Linked DNA regions of Mus musculus: region 2 is linked to region 1. Evidence: chromatin contacts called from public Hi-C data. All regions are on one chromosome and are shown on one strand. The core of a region is the stretch at or near the end of the contact, and the rest is flanking DNA. Distances in the headings are between cores, read along the strand shown.

What was found. A called contact is a pair of places that touch in the nucleus more often than the background predicts.
Region 2: a contact with region 1 is called in a Hi-C map of liver, with 4 times the contacts expected there. The contact joins the enhancer-like site here to the promoter of Slc25a13 in region 1. A contact is called at or near these places in 3 of 39 promoter capture datasets (liver and second pharyngeal arch cranial neural crest), 3 of 484 Hi-C or Micro-C datasets (liver and nephron progenitors) and 2 of 115 datasets of contacts at active chromatin or transcription factors (bone marrow-derived macrophages and embryonic stem cells).

What each region holds. Positions count from the first base shown.
Region 1 is chr6:6,215,836-6,219,377 of GRCm38.p6, reverse strand. It overlaps Slc25a13 (solute carrier family 25 (mitochondrial carrier, adenine nucleotide translocator), member 13), which reads left to right and starts at 2,205. Exons shown (of 18, transcript NM_001177572.1): 1 at 2,205-2,382. The coding sequence starts at 2,368.
Region 2 is chr6:6,455,103-6,458,570 of GRCm38.p6, reverse strand. No RefSeq gene overlaps it. Among named protein-coding and RNA genes, the nearest start is that of Gm52888, 67 kb to the right of the region's middle. Within about 2 kb of position 1,385, at least 4 of the 459 cell types and tissues checked have an H3K27ac peak or open chromatin away from gene starts, as enhancers often do. A contact at or near this core is called in liver, where this site is marked.

The sequences.
Region 1 (3,542 bases), core at 956-3,455:
CATACCTGATCTGCGCCTCCTAATGAGAACTCCAGTCATGTCAGATTAAGGTCCTCCTTACTTGAGTGTGACCTCATCTTAATTGATTGTACCTCCAGTTTCCAAATAATGGTCCAGTCTGAGACACTGGGGTCAGGAATCTTGTGGTCACCGTTCAACCTTGCCAGCTACTTTCAAATGATGGTGGTGGGAAGACTGTTCTGGGATAGAGAAGGCATCAATGCGACATGTCACTTATGTCATTGTGAGAATTAACTGAGAATGAAATAACTTAAACTCAAGTTTACAATCTATTTTTACAGTATGATGTGTTTAGTGGGTTAAAAGATGTCTACTTCGTAGGTCCTATTGATCATATTCCTTTTTATGACAGAAAGCTCAGAAGTGGGATTGAGGATTGGAGGTGGGGGCGCGAGCTTGGATTCTCTGAGTGGTCTCTCACTGTTAAATGCCATTGAAAGTGCTTTTTCATGTTTGTTTCTTGTGGGCAAGATCTTATCATGTATCCCAGGCAGCCTTGAGCTTTCCCAACCATCCAAATTCTAGAATAGCCTTACAGATGGTGCCACCATGACTTTCTAAATGGGAGACAGGGAGATTACAGACAGCAGTGAACTCACACTCCAGAAGCAGAGTTAGAGAAAAACGGGATGCTCACTGTCTCCTGAGACAGGAGCACCGCGAGCCCTCGGGAAGGCAAATGCTTCTTTCTTGGGCTTTTCATACACTAGACAGAGTCCTGTCTCACTCCAACCCATCTTGTTGGAATATTCTGATAGTTTAGTCCTGACTCATGCCCAGTGTTATCATACCAGTGTTAGCCTGGTTCATGTTGCTACCACACAGTGCCTGAGAGTAAGGCTAAAAACGTATTCCTCGTAGTTGTCACCCTGGCTATGGACTCTAGGATCACAATTTCAACAAGTCAAGGTCTTGTCTCTGTTTCCGAGATGTTTCTCTGAGTACTGTATCTTCCAGAGAGAGGAAAGCTCTAGCTTCGCACGGCAGAGGACAATGAGAGTAGACTTACTTCTATGAGCTTGTTTCTTCTCTTTCTTTTTTGACACGTCTCCTTATATAGATAAGGGTGGCCTGGAACTCTTGGTTCACCAGCTCTCACCTTTCTGGAGCTGAGAATGGAAGGGTTACAAGCCCCTTTTTATGAAGCCATTGATGCAGACCTTAGGGCAGAGCCCATAGGACTTGAGTGTTTCATACTCCTGATTTAGTTTCTAACTTGTGAATCTGGGATACATTATGGCAACTGAGTGGAACCCTAACGACATTAGTACTTACAGTATACTGATTCCAGCCTTAGAAGGCACCTTCAGGTCTTTCCTGTTGCCCATACTCTTCCTCCAGCAGTCCCTAAATTTAGGTTGCCTTCTCTGACTAAACCCTTGGGTTCCTCAGCAATTCTGGGTCTCCTGTCTCCTCTCATTCGTCATGGTTGGAGCATCTCTTGCTATCTACGCATTGGACTGACAGTCTTACCTCAGGAGTAATCTCTGAGAGCCTTTCCTGTTTTCATTGTTCTTATGGTGTCCTGAGAGCAAACAATAGCTCGTAGGGTTTTTTTTTGTTTTTGTTTTTTTGTTTTTTTTTTAAGTTTGTCACCTCTTTGAGGCCTTGACCTCTTTTGTCCTCATATAGTTGTTGCAAAATAGAGTTGTTACAAATGTGTGTTCTATACCATATTCAAGAGTTTATCAAGTTAGAGCCACAAAGGAGGCTAGTCACCTGCTTGTTATCTTTTCTTCTATTAGTCAATACTTCAGGGATTTCATGATGGCATTAAAGTGGGGTCCATCTTGAAGCAAAAACCAAGGTGAATCTGGCAAGAACCTGACCCAATGTGTGCATCTATGAGAGTATGTATGTCAACGTCCAGGTGTTGTGTGGTAACCACTCTTACTTGGCTCTCTCATGGACACTGACCTAGCCAGCCCTTGGCCTCAGCCCAAGCTGCAGCTTCAGCTCACCAAGTCCCCGGTCTTTTGAGACAGTGGCTTGCATTTCTCCCTTGCCCCCGGGGTATACACGACAATGGCTACTAAAGCTGGACAGCACAGTCTGAGTCACGTGTCCTGGCCCCTCAGTAGCTCCCATACTGAGGCCCTCCCTGGCTACAGGGCAGAGGCCTTTAGATCACGCGCGCCCGGGAGGCCCTGGCCGGGCCCAGCCAATGGGCTGACGGCACCCGCATGACCCGCGCCAGGAGGGCGTGGGGAAGCAGGCCAGGCGCGCACGCTGCCGGGCAGAATCACCGCCCCCACCTCTGCTCGGGACGGGAAGTGAGTCGCCGGGGTCCCCGGTGCAATCCAACCAGAGAGCAGGTCTCAAAGCCGCCTGTACCCCGGCCGAAGCATGGCGGCCGCCAAGGTAAGAACGGCGGGCCGGGGCGATCTGGAGCCCAGAGGGGTCCAGCCGGGGTAGTAGATGCGAGGTTCCACCTTGCAGCTGAGGGAGGAAGGGGCACAGGGGACTGCACTTGTGGCCGCGTGGGTACCGCGGCCCGATCGTGCTACAGAAACTTTGCCAGCCGGACACTCCCACTTGGTCTGGCCAGGAGCGGTGTCCCGCGGGACCGAGCCCTGGCCAGCAAGGAGGAGCGCGCGAATGGGGCCAGGTAGCCTGGGGCAGGGAAGAGCCCAGGGACACACAAACCCTTCTGCTACTTTGGGGTTCTCCTGCTTCTGACCCGACTGTTGTTGACCTGAGTTTCTCCTTCCAGGGGCCCCAACTGGGCCTGAAGCCTATCCTATTACATTTCAAGGGTTCCGCCCTCCCGCTGGTAGGGAAGTCACCTTGACTTCCGTTTTGGAAACTGGGAGACTTGGCCTGCGTCTGTGCGCAGCTAGCCCTGGACCCTTCCCCACCCCCACCCCCACCTCCCATCTTCCATCCTTCCCCTTTCTCTCTCCATCTGACAACACTTACAAGGCAGCCTCTGAGCCTCAGAGAGGCTTCTTTTTGAAAATGACAAAACAGATTGTGCTGGGAGCATGTCACTCCTGTGAAGTTCTACTTAAAAGGAATTCTGTGTAATGTGAATCGTTCACGAACCCAGGGAGAAGGCAGCTCTGACAGGTTGACCTTTCCTCTTTCACCGGTTCTTCAAACCTGCACACCATTTCAGCCTCTCTGGACTGCATTTCAACTTTTCTGGCAGAATACCATATTCAGTCCCAATCACTCGAGTCATTGGAATTTATTGCTTTTAATTTTAAGTTCACGAAGGCAGCCCTTTAATCAAGCCTATACAACTTCTTAGATCATTTTAAGTGCAGTGAACTTAAATATACCCAACATTTCAAACATTTGTCCTTAATCAAAACTCTGTGATAACCCTGAAGAGGAAAACATGGCCACCACATCATATTCTGATTTATTCAGGCAAACTAATCACATTTGCAATGGAAATTGTAAGCAGACAAATATATTTAAATAGTGTTCTATGACTAGTCTCTCCAGGCTCCCCAAATCCTCAGTTTTCTTGTTCCTAGACTCAGTGCCTTAAGTGGCCTTCCTTCCTCTGTAAC
Region 2 (3,468 bases), core at 136-2,635, 240 kb before region 1:
TGTTTGTTTGTTTTTGTGAAGGTAAGGCAAACTTTATAAGAACTTGTCATTTGATTCTCTAGGAAATATAGAATGCATCTATTAATTCGAGGCAAGCGTTTGATTCTGTTGGTAGAGGCAGGTGAGCTAGTTCCAGGATGCTTAAATTCAGGGTTCCCTGACTTGGAGGCTGACAGATCACTGCTTTCAAACTTAACCCAGTGAGAATACTTTTACTTTGAAATAGAGATCAAACTCTTTCATGGTTGCTGAGGTTGTTTGCTGTTCCTGTTAAGAAATGTCAGGAGGCAGAGGCAGGTGGATTTCTGAGTTTGAGGCCATCCTCGGCTACAAAGTGAGTTCCAGGAGAGCCAGGGCTATACAGAGAAACCCTGTCTCGGGGGGGGGGGGGGGGAATTGACCAAAAAGGAAATCAAGCAAAATAAAAGCTGCAGCCCTACCAGTCGGCCACATTTCATGAATTTTGTGTAAAGAAAATTAAGAAGAAAAGCAAAAGTATGGGGGGTACGGGGTGTCATAGACTTTAGGCCTGATAAACAATTACATTCAATTTGTCAAGCATATTACATTTTTTCCTATCTAATGACTTCTCTAAGCCCATGCCGTATCTTTCACCACAGTTCAAAGTTTAACTTGAAAAGATTTGCTAGACAAAGTGCAACTGTTCAGCCTTGGCTGGAATCTTTCTAATATGGATTGAGCCAGAGGTCCAGATTCGGAAGTCTGCCACCCTGATCCTCCCTCTGACAATCAATCCCCTTCCTCCCCAGAGCACCCACGCAAAGCCTGGCTTCCCACAGATGCTTTGGAGCTAGCCACATTTCCTGAGTGCCAGTGGCAAATTTACCTGCTCTGCACATGACAAGATGACAGGGCTGCATGCTCCATTACATCTGCTCCTCTTTTTAAGTAATTGCCTTAGATCTTGCCAAATTACATGCTAGTTTTCTCAGGCAAGCTAATTCTGATGAGGACGGAGGTGCTAAACTTTTATGAATGACCACAGCCTGATGGCTTTCCCTGTCTTCCTTTTCCAGAATCTACTCTTTTATGACCCAATTACAAACGGCCAGAGAACCCTAACTCTGCTAAATCCCAGCACTCCAGAACATTACATCTCCTTCAGGATTGTCTATATGGAAAACCACTTCCCCGTGTTCTGATTTTCATATCACACAGAGTGCCACTTTAGAGCATCCCTGATACTTTATACAAGTAAAAGCAACAGAGGAGTTAAGTACACTCACCAGCTTTAGCAAGTAAAAATTCAACATGCCTGGTTAAATCGAAGTTTCAGATAAACAATGAATTATCTGTTTGTGTAAGTACGCCTCATGTAATATTTGAGACACAGTGATGCCAAAACCTGCTTTTTTTATCTGAAACTCCAATTTAGCGGGGCTCCCTCTATTTTATCTGGCAAGCCTGGAGTAGAATAAGCCAAAACTGATCTCTATCACTGAGTTTTCTAACTAAATGTTTTATTGGGAAATTAAGGAATGAGCTATGTTTTGATTTTTTTGTACTCGGGAAATATAAAACGGATTTGTTTAAATAATAGGTAAAACTGAGATACTACTGGCAAGAGACTGTGAGTTGGATGGGAATCCCGTGCCCTTTTCACATTCCATAAAAACATAATTTTTCCTGTGCATACAAATATGAAAACCTCATTGTTTTCTGCTTGAGTTAGCATTTGTTATTTTTTGTTCATGACCCCCTCAGACGCTTTCCGTTACCCGAGTCATCTGCAGCCGGTCAGAGCTGGTGAAGCCCTCTGAGAACTCCAAGTGGAGGGAACCGGTTTAATGAAAACCAACTCACTTTGAGGAAGAAGGGCTCTGCGCCTGAAACTGGACTGCCAACACTCAGAGTATTAGAAATGAGCATCGTAGATCATTTTCTGAGTCCAAGAAAGACGTGCTAAGGATAATGTCTTCTCTAAGTCACATTTGCAAACCCCAAGTGTTCTCCTCTTTACTTGAATGGTTTAGTGTTATTAGCAAAACGGTTACAAAGCTATCTAGCGAATCTTCTTAGGATTTCTTCACTGCACATTTTATATTAGAAGCCAATCAGGAAATGTGATGTAAGTTGTTTTAACAGTAAAATGTTTCAGTTTTATGCATTCTGATGTTCAGCCTACGTGAGAATTGAAATGTTTCTCATTTTTATAAATCACGTTTTATTATCTTTCACGTTGATCTCAGTAATTTTATCTTTTTCTCCCTTACTCTTAAAATAGAGTTCAAATTGGTAAAAGAATGTTGGTTATTCTTATATGGTGGAACAGAGTTTTATTATTAGGCAAAGACTGAGTCTGTGTTGAACCTAATGTTACTGTTATAATCTGAAGTTTTCGAAGTAAAACGTTTTTCTTTTTAATTGTCTTGATGATATGTGGGACAGTCACAGTTGTTTCTGGTGCTCTAAAAGAAAACATGTTTATTAACAGGCAATTCTTCTTAGTAAACATGGCAAAATTTAAGTCCTGGGTCTACTGTCTAATTTTATCTTTATCTACTTGCCTAAAATGATCCGTATTATTTACTAAGTATTTATTCAATGGCTGTGGGAAAACACCAAATTAACTGTTCAAATATCCAATATAAACATAAATAAAATTCATATATCTGCATATGTGTGTATATCATCATTTAAGAGAAGAGTCTGTTATTTACCATACCCTACTTGGTCCTAAGACAATGTAACAAAGAGGAAAATAAAACTAAGTAAATAACTGTAAGACATATTGTGTGAAGGCAGATGCGCTATCTGGCAGCGTACCAGTCAGAAGCAGGCTGCACGCCTAGGGATCACTGTGGCTGTGAAGGCAAAGCTGCCCTTGCCAAAGTGGACAGTGAGAGAGAACTATTCCCCAAGAGGGAGATAGGAGAGAACAGAGGAAAAGAAAGGAACGTGCGGGAATAACAATGGGATGAGGGGTTGGTCATGAGTCTGAAGCTGTGATGGGCAGAAGCAATGACAACAAAACAAAACAAGACCTTCGCTTTGAACGCTGGTAAATTATCATTTTTCCACATGAGATATTGGTGTCTGAAGAAATAAATTCCTAGGGCCAGACATGCTGGAGGTAAGCAGCACAGTTTCCAAGATGATCTGTGCCGTTACAATATACTTTATCTTGATAGTAAATCTGTTATGATTAAAATGGATTTCCTCGGACTTTTTTTTCCACTTGAAAACATTCTCACTGTATGAGTAGATAGAGAAAGGACCTCCAGAGCACTGTCATTTGAAACCCCAGAGTCATTGTGTAAAGATGCCCTTGGTGAAAGCAGAGTGTCAAAGTGGTAACAGTAGGAGCTGGGACACCATGGGTTCAAATCCCAGGTCTACACAAGGTCCTTGGCTTTTTTTAATGCCACCATTTCATCCTCTGTCAAAGAGAGGGAAAATAATGACAGCAGCAAGCACCAGTTTCCTAAGTTGCAGAGAAATAGTCTC